Linked DNA regions of Mus musculus: region 1 is linked to region 2. Evidence: chromatin contacts called from public Hi-C data. All regions are on one chromosome and are shown on one strand. The core of a region is the stretch at or near the end of the contact, and the rest is flanking DNA. Distances in the headings are between cores, read along the strand shown.

The links. Hi-C and Micro-C count contacts between places; a contact is called where the count stands out from the background.
Region 1: a contact with region 2 is called in a Hi-C map of the N1E-115 cell line, with 5 times the contacts expected there. The contact joins two enhancer-like sites. A contact is called at or near these places in 1 of 484 Hi-C or Micro-C datasets (the N1E-115 cell line) and 1 of 115 datasets of contacts at active chromatin or transcription factors (stem cell-derived neural progenitor cells).

The regions. Positions count from the first base shown.
Region 1 is chr13:116,709,605-116,713,083 of GRCm38.p6, reverse strand. No RefSeq gene overlaps it. Among named protein-coding and RNA genes, the nearest start is that of 4930435F18Rik, 130 kb to the left of the region's middle. Within about 2 kb of position 1,418, at least 51 of the 459 cell types and tissues checked have an H3K27ac peak or open chromatin away from gene starts, as enhancers often do. A contact at or near this core is called in the N1E-115 cell line, where this site is marked.
Region 2 is chr13:115,161,479-115,164,611 of GRCm38.p6, reverse strand. It overlaps the pseudogene Gm18759. Among named protein-coding and RNA genes, the nearest start is that of Gm25985, 47 kb to the right of the region's middle. Within about 2 kb of position 1,726, at least 11 of the 459 cell types and tissues checked have an H3K27ac peak or open chromatin away from gene starts, as enhancers often do. A contact at or near this core is called in the N1E-115 cell line, where this site is marked.

The DNA of each region.
Region 1 (3,479 bases), core at 169-2,668, 1.5 Mb before region 2:
AAAAGGAGTCAATGGCTTTCTGGCTTACAGTCCACTGCTTCTTCTAGCCCTTCTCTCAGTAGTAGCTTTGTGTTAAGGTCGTTGTTTTATTGATGTTGAAGTTCCTCACAACATAATTTACCCCCAAGGAAAGAAGCAGCAAAGCAGGAAATTATTCTCTGAAGTCTCCAGTTGTTTCAAGTCACAGCCTGATACTAAAGCGCAAAATTCAGTTTTCCATACATTAATATCATCTTTGCAACATCTCCAAGGAACCTAAAGAGAAATAGCAATCCTGAGGGTTTCTACAGGGAAATAATATCTATCAAATAAGATACATTAAAAAATTAAGTGTTAAATCGACGTCTTTTTAAAAATTGGGCTCTAGTCTGATAGTACTTTGGAAAAGTCAGAAAAATTTTAACTACGGGCTCTCCACTCTCCCTACCTTGAGGTACATATTTTGAGAGAAGATGACTTTCGATCTTATAGTCTGAATTGGAATACCGGAAGTTCTGACTGTGATCCTGGGCGCAGCCGCGGATGTATGTGCGTGTGCATGCTCAGCATAAAACAGTCATGCCCCCATGACTGTCAGCAATCCTATGAAGGAGCCAGCTCAGGGCTCTATGCCTTCTTAGTGGAGCAGCGTGCCTTTACGGTTTCTCTTCCCTTTGAAGACACTAGGAGGCGCGCCAGCACCAAGTTTGCTCCTTTACGCTCTGTACCAACAACGCTAAAAGGTTTTGTTTTGTTGCTTTTTTTTTTTTTTTTCCTTCATTTGAAAGTCTGCAAAGGGAAAAGACTGGGAAATGCACTTGGTCTGTTTATACATCCGAGGCCCGGAGGTGTTACTTTAGAGAACAATATCCTCTAGAATGGCTTTTCCCTCTCACCCCGCCTCAGCTCTCATTCTGTCTCAGGTGGACTTGGAAAAATACAATAAAATAAAAAAAACTTCACACAAGGAGAAAGTCCCGCCCCGAGGCCGGGTGGGATGGTTTACAGCCTGGACCTCCAGCAGTTCGGTGTTTAAATAAATCTTAGTGAGCAATGGAGACCGATCTTCACATTAATCTTGAGTAATTAGCGTTATAACCCTCGGCCCGTTCAAGACAAAGCTTTATGCAAATGTCCCCCCTTCCTTTCCAGATGCCTCTTCCCGGGGCCTGCCCCGGTCCCCTTATCCCCTAGCCCCCTGGGTTGCTAACGCCCCTGCAGATCCAGAGCCTCTTTTTTAATAACACGGTACGTTGAGGACCTTTAAAAAAAATGATGAGGGTTCTGGAGTTTTTAAAAGATTTAAAAAAAGGGAAGTAAGGGCAGCTGCAGAGGGGCGGGGGAGGGGGGTGCACAGCCGGGGCTGTTAGACAGGGTTAGCCTCCAGCGAACTGGCACCTGCCCTTGGCAGCCAGGCTTGTTCAGTCAAGGACAGAACCCACCGAGTAATGAGATTCGGAGGTTGGGAAGCGAGATTTTCTCCAAACATCAGACTGGAGGGCTGAGGGAGGGAGGGAGGATCTTCCAAGGGAGACCTTCCAGGAAGGTTAGATCTCCAGTTTGGCCCTTGGGACACCACTCTGACTTTCGGTCCTATACATAGAGAAGATTCTGAACTTGGGTCCTCAGCTGGGAGTCGCTGCTAAAAGGAGACATGGCCTAACAGGAGGCGGAGGAAGAGAATATGAGAAACCCCAACTCACAAGTTTTTATGCGCAAAGGTCGAGGAGGGCGGCGCTCACACAGAGCACAGACACGGAGCTAAGAGCGTTCAGGTCTCTGTCTGGTGCTGTACTATCTGCTGTGTTGTGTTGACTGGCTCTGAGGACTTAGATTTTCAGTTTATTCCAAGGACCCGCTCGCCGTTTTATGGCTGTACTTATTTTTTAAAAAATCTCTCTGGTCCGTAACGAAATGACTCAAACTCCCAAATCTTTGCAGACCTGAGAATGGAGCCTCCCAAGCTTCAGTGTGCATCCCTAATGCCGTAGTCCACCCAGCAACACACACACACACACACACACACACACACACACACACACACCCCACACCGCCCTCAGTGCTTCCTTTCTCACAAAGCAGAACCTAATGAGTGCTAAGGTATTAAGCAGAAGGGCTCAGAGAATGTGGCCTAGGGACTGTACCTGTCACTCCTCTTGAAAACTTCTACAGAAACAGTTTTCTGATTCAAAACGCGCCTCAAGCCTCCACACACATTATCATCCTTCTGTCTTTATACTTTTAGGTTATTCCTTCTCTCTCTCTCTCTCTCTCTCTCTCTCTCTCTCTCCCCCTCTCCAGCTGACCTCTCCATTCTCAAAAAGGTAAGCATAGCACTAAGGGGGAAAGCCACGGATGTGACTCTTTTTAACTCATAATAGCTGTGGTCTACACTGTGTTTATGAAACGGAGTAAGAAAGGGAGGGGGCTTAATGTAACGACACCGCCAGGCTGTATAAATACAATATTCATTTTTTAAAAGTGAAGTGGATTTGGTTTACTCTGAAGACCAGTAATTCAAACAGCACCTATCTGCTGCAGATAGAGCAGCTATGCACATCTACACGGGCAAGTTTGAAATTTAGAACAAGGCTTTGATTTATTCCCTTTCTATCAGTGATTAATGCCCCTTAATTAGCTAATCTCAAAGCTATTATTTACACCGATGGCAGACAAAGGAAAACCTGATGATCCAACGCTTATGTCAGCTTGGAAAGCTAAAACAAAACAAAACAAAAATGTTTTATTCAGAGTGGAGTCCAGAGTCTTACAAGTGAACCTTAAAATAACAAAGAATCCCAAAGGTAAAAATAAAATAAAATAAAATAATAAAGCCACTTTAAAAGATTTAGAAGAATACTCCTCGGTCGCTCCCCAATCTAAATCTTCTTCTTCCTTCCTCTTCCTTTTGCCTGGAGCAATGTGAGAGGAGATAATTAAAGAGGAAGACTATGTTTTGTCTTCTAAACATTAAAAATCTAGGAAATTTCTTCAGTTGCTATGGGGAACATTTACAGAGGAGTTTCTGAAATCGGGTATGAGGAACGGGTTCTTCGACTTTAAAGCAGTGTTTTCTTTGTGCATTTCTTAGGACCATGTTGGCAGCCTGGGACCAGGTTCCTTTATCAAGATCTGGGGTCTCAAACCCCAGGCAGGGCTGGGTGTGATGTGCTTGTAGTCTAGGTGTTCCGGAATTTCTCTTTGAACTCTGCCATCCCAAGCACCGCTTCTCTTTTAAAGTAGCTCAGTATCAACACATCCCTGCCTGGACAGAGGTAGTTCGGAGCCTTTCTTTCCAGAAAAAGAGTAGGTTGGGAAACTGGAAGATTGGCCTTCAGCTCTTCAGAGGAGTCCAGGTGGTTGCCCCAGGAGCAGCAGAGCTCAACACAGGCTATTGGAAGCACCCAGCCAAGAAGCCTAGCGAAGGGGCGGAGCAGGCCCACTCTGGCCTGATCCCCTCCCACCTTGGACCCTAAGACTGGTTGCTGGTCTCCAGGGCC
Region 2 (3,133 bases), core at 477-2,976:
CAGGGCCTGAGGAATAGGAGGAGGATGCATCCAGTGAACCCCGCCTTCGGCGTTTACAGAACCACATTAGTGAAGATGTGGAGGAGAGATTGGCTCGACAGAGAAAAATGGTGGAACCTGAAGTAGTAGGAGAGATTAGAGCGGCACCGTGACATGACGTGTCAGCGAGCACAGGAGAGAAAAAAATGAAGAGATGAAAGTCATGGAGATGGAAGATGAGGGACGCTCTGGGGAGGAGTCTGAGTCGTTAGAGTCTGAGGAGTACACAGACAGCGAAGGTGAAATGGAGCCTCGACTTAAGCCTGTCTTCATTTGAAAGAAGGATCAGGTGACAGTTCAAGAATGAGAACCTGAAGCCCTAAAACATAAGGAGCTTGAACAGGAAGCAAAGCGTATGGCTGAGGAGCTGCGCAAGTACACACCCAAAATTGTAGAAGAAACCAAGAAGGAGCTAGAGGAGAACAAGCGGTCCCTTGCCGCCCTGGATGCACTCAGTACCGATGATGAAAATGAGGAGGAGGAGTACTAGGCGTGAAAACTCCGAGAGCTCAAAAGAATCAAGTGCGACAGAGAAGACCTAGAAGTGCTTGAAACGGAGAAAGCAGACATTGAATGCATGAGAAACCTGACTGAGGAAGAAAGGCAGGCGGAACTTCGGACAATGTCATTACCAACAAAGCTATTAAAGGCAAATAAAAGTTTTTACAAAAGTATTCTCACCGAGGTACCTTCTTCATGAACGAAGATGAAGAAGTCTACAAGAGAGATTTTAGTGCGCCTACTCTTGAGGACCATTTCAACAAAACCATTCTTCCAAAAGCCATGCAGGTCAAGAATTTCGGAAGGTCTGGTCGCACCAAGCACACCCACCTTGTAGATCAAGATACCACTTCCTTTGACTCTGCATGGGGCCAAGAGAGTGCACAGAACACAAAATTTGTGAAACAAAAGGCAGCAGGGGTCCCAGATGTAGTTGAATGACCCTCTACCAAGAAGAAAACCACCTAGACTTCAACTACTTATTCCAACTGTTCACAAGGGGACCTGGTTCTCAATTTTCTTTAACTATCATTAACGTAGTTCTTGTATAGAACTTTCCAGACTTGCGGCCATAACTTGTGTTTTAAGGAGCTTTGTAAGAGGTTTGAGCTCATTCTGAGAAACTCACAGAAAAGCACTAAACAGGTAGGATTAAAGGCTTCCCACTCAAAACTGTTTCTGAGAAATCAGGTTTCTCTACCGTAGTTTCCCATATTGACTTGGGACTATTCTGAGTTTGTTTTTCCAGCCTTGATCAGAGACCTGGTCACGTGAATGGATGGAGCATTCCTTCTTACTTAGGGCTATGAGTAGGGCTATGAGGAAATCCAAGCTCAGTCTGACCTGTTTTTGCATTTGGGGTGTTGAAACTACTTTTCTAAGTAAATATACTTTTTGATCTGTTAAAAAAAAAGTCACAGTCTCCCTTCCCCATTCTCACTTCTTCCTTCTCTCTCCCAGAGGCTACCTCTGTATCTCTGTCCCCATTAAACTACATGAGACCTGTCACATGATGTGTTCTTTATTGGGATTCACCACTGCCTAATCCTATCACTAATATTAAAACCGTGAAGATGAAAAAGAAACGAAAAACAAAAGCAAGAAAGCAGAAAAGGCAGACTCAGGAAGTTATGCTTTCCAAAGGGCATGTGTGCAACACAAGAGGAAATAAAAGCAAACCCAGTAACTGCAGAGTCCAAAGCCAGCACCAGAGTCATTAGGGATAGTGACATCCCTCATGTCACCTTATCTCCTAGCATGAAAAGAAACAGAAGCAAAGGCCAGGGTCTCTCCTCAATAAACAGCCAGAAAGCTTGCTCTGAAAGGAAAAAAAGATGCACTGATTGTAGGAACTTGTTTAAAATGTCAGGAATTCAGATTGAAAAGTCACTGATAAGTGAACTTCTAATAGGTATTTTAAAAATAGAGGCTGGAGGGAAAAAGGGAAATGGAAGAGCGATGTAATTGTATTTCAATTAAAATGTATAAAAACACATTTAAAAATTCGTAAAAAAATTAGAATAATTACATTTTAATCTCCATAATACTAAATAGAGAAAACAGGTCCAGAAACCAATGCAACAGCAAACAGCAATATTTAACCATCAAATGAACAAAGACTTGACAATATTGATATGAAGCAGTGCTTAACAAAAACGGAGAGTGGAAATTTAGAAATTCTATCTCTCACTGTAAAGTGACATAAACTGTCAAGAGGAAACCTGTGACCCCAGACAATGAGACATAATTCATCTTAACCTAGAATGTCAGCCTCCCTCCAACAGGAGCAAAGAGGCAGCCTCCTGTGGAAGGACACTGCCTTTGAGTTACTCTTGTGATGAAAGAGTGAGCAAAAGCCACGTGGGGGAAGAAAGACCTCATTTCACTCACAGTTCCATGAAATAGGTCATCAAATGCACTGATGGCAGGAACAGGGCAGAATCCTGGAGGCAGGAGCTGAAGCAGAGGCCATGGGGGCTTCTTCTTACTGGCTTGCTCCTAGTGTGTCTTGCTCAGCCTGCTTTCTTTTAGAACCCAGGACCACCCACCCAGGGATGGCACCGTCCACAATAAGCTAGGCCATCCCACATCAGTCTCCAATTTTTAAAATATCCTACAAGCTTGCCTACAGTCTAACCTTATGAAGGCATTTTCTCCAGGGAGGGTTCCTCCTTTCCAATAACCCTAGCTTGTGTCGATTTGACAACAAAATAATTAATAATAATAGCGCAATACCTACCTCCATAGGAAGCCTGTCATTGTTTCAGCTCACAGTACCCTAAAGAGTTACAGACATTCACTTGACAGCTCCCCTCTTCCATCAAGATAACCAAGGTCACACAGTCTCAGAGTCTCTCAAGAGAGAGAGAGAGAGAGAGAGAGAGAAGGGAGTACCACTCATTGCAATCCTCTAATTCAGGACGTATCAGCTGAGGTGCTTACTGGGTGGTCTGATTTCAGGATCCCTCATAAGGAGAGCCATCAGAGAAAAGGCTAAATGAAGCACATCTTTGATTATAGAGCAACCAGCCTCTGTGACACCTCATGAGACACGTCACTTGAAGCTGCTCTTGCCATTGTAGGCAGGAGCTAT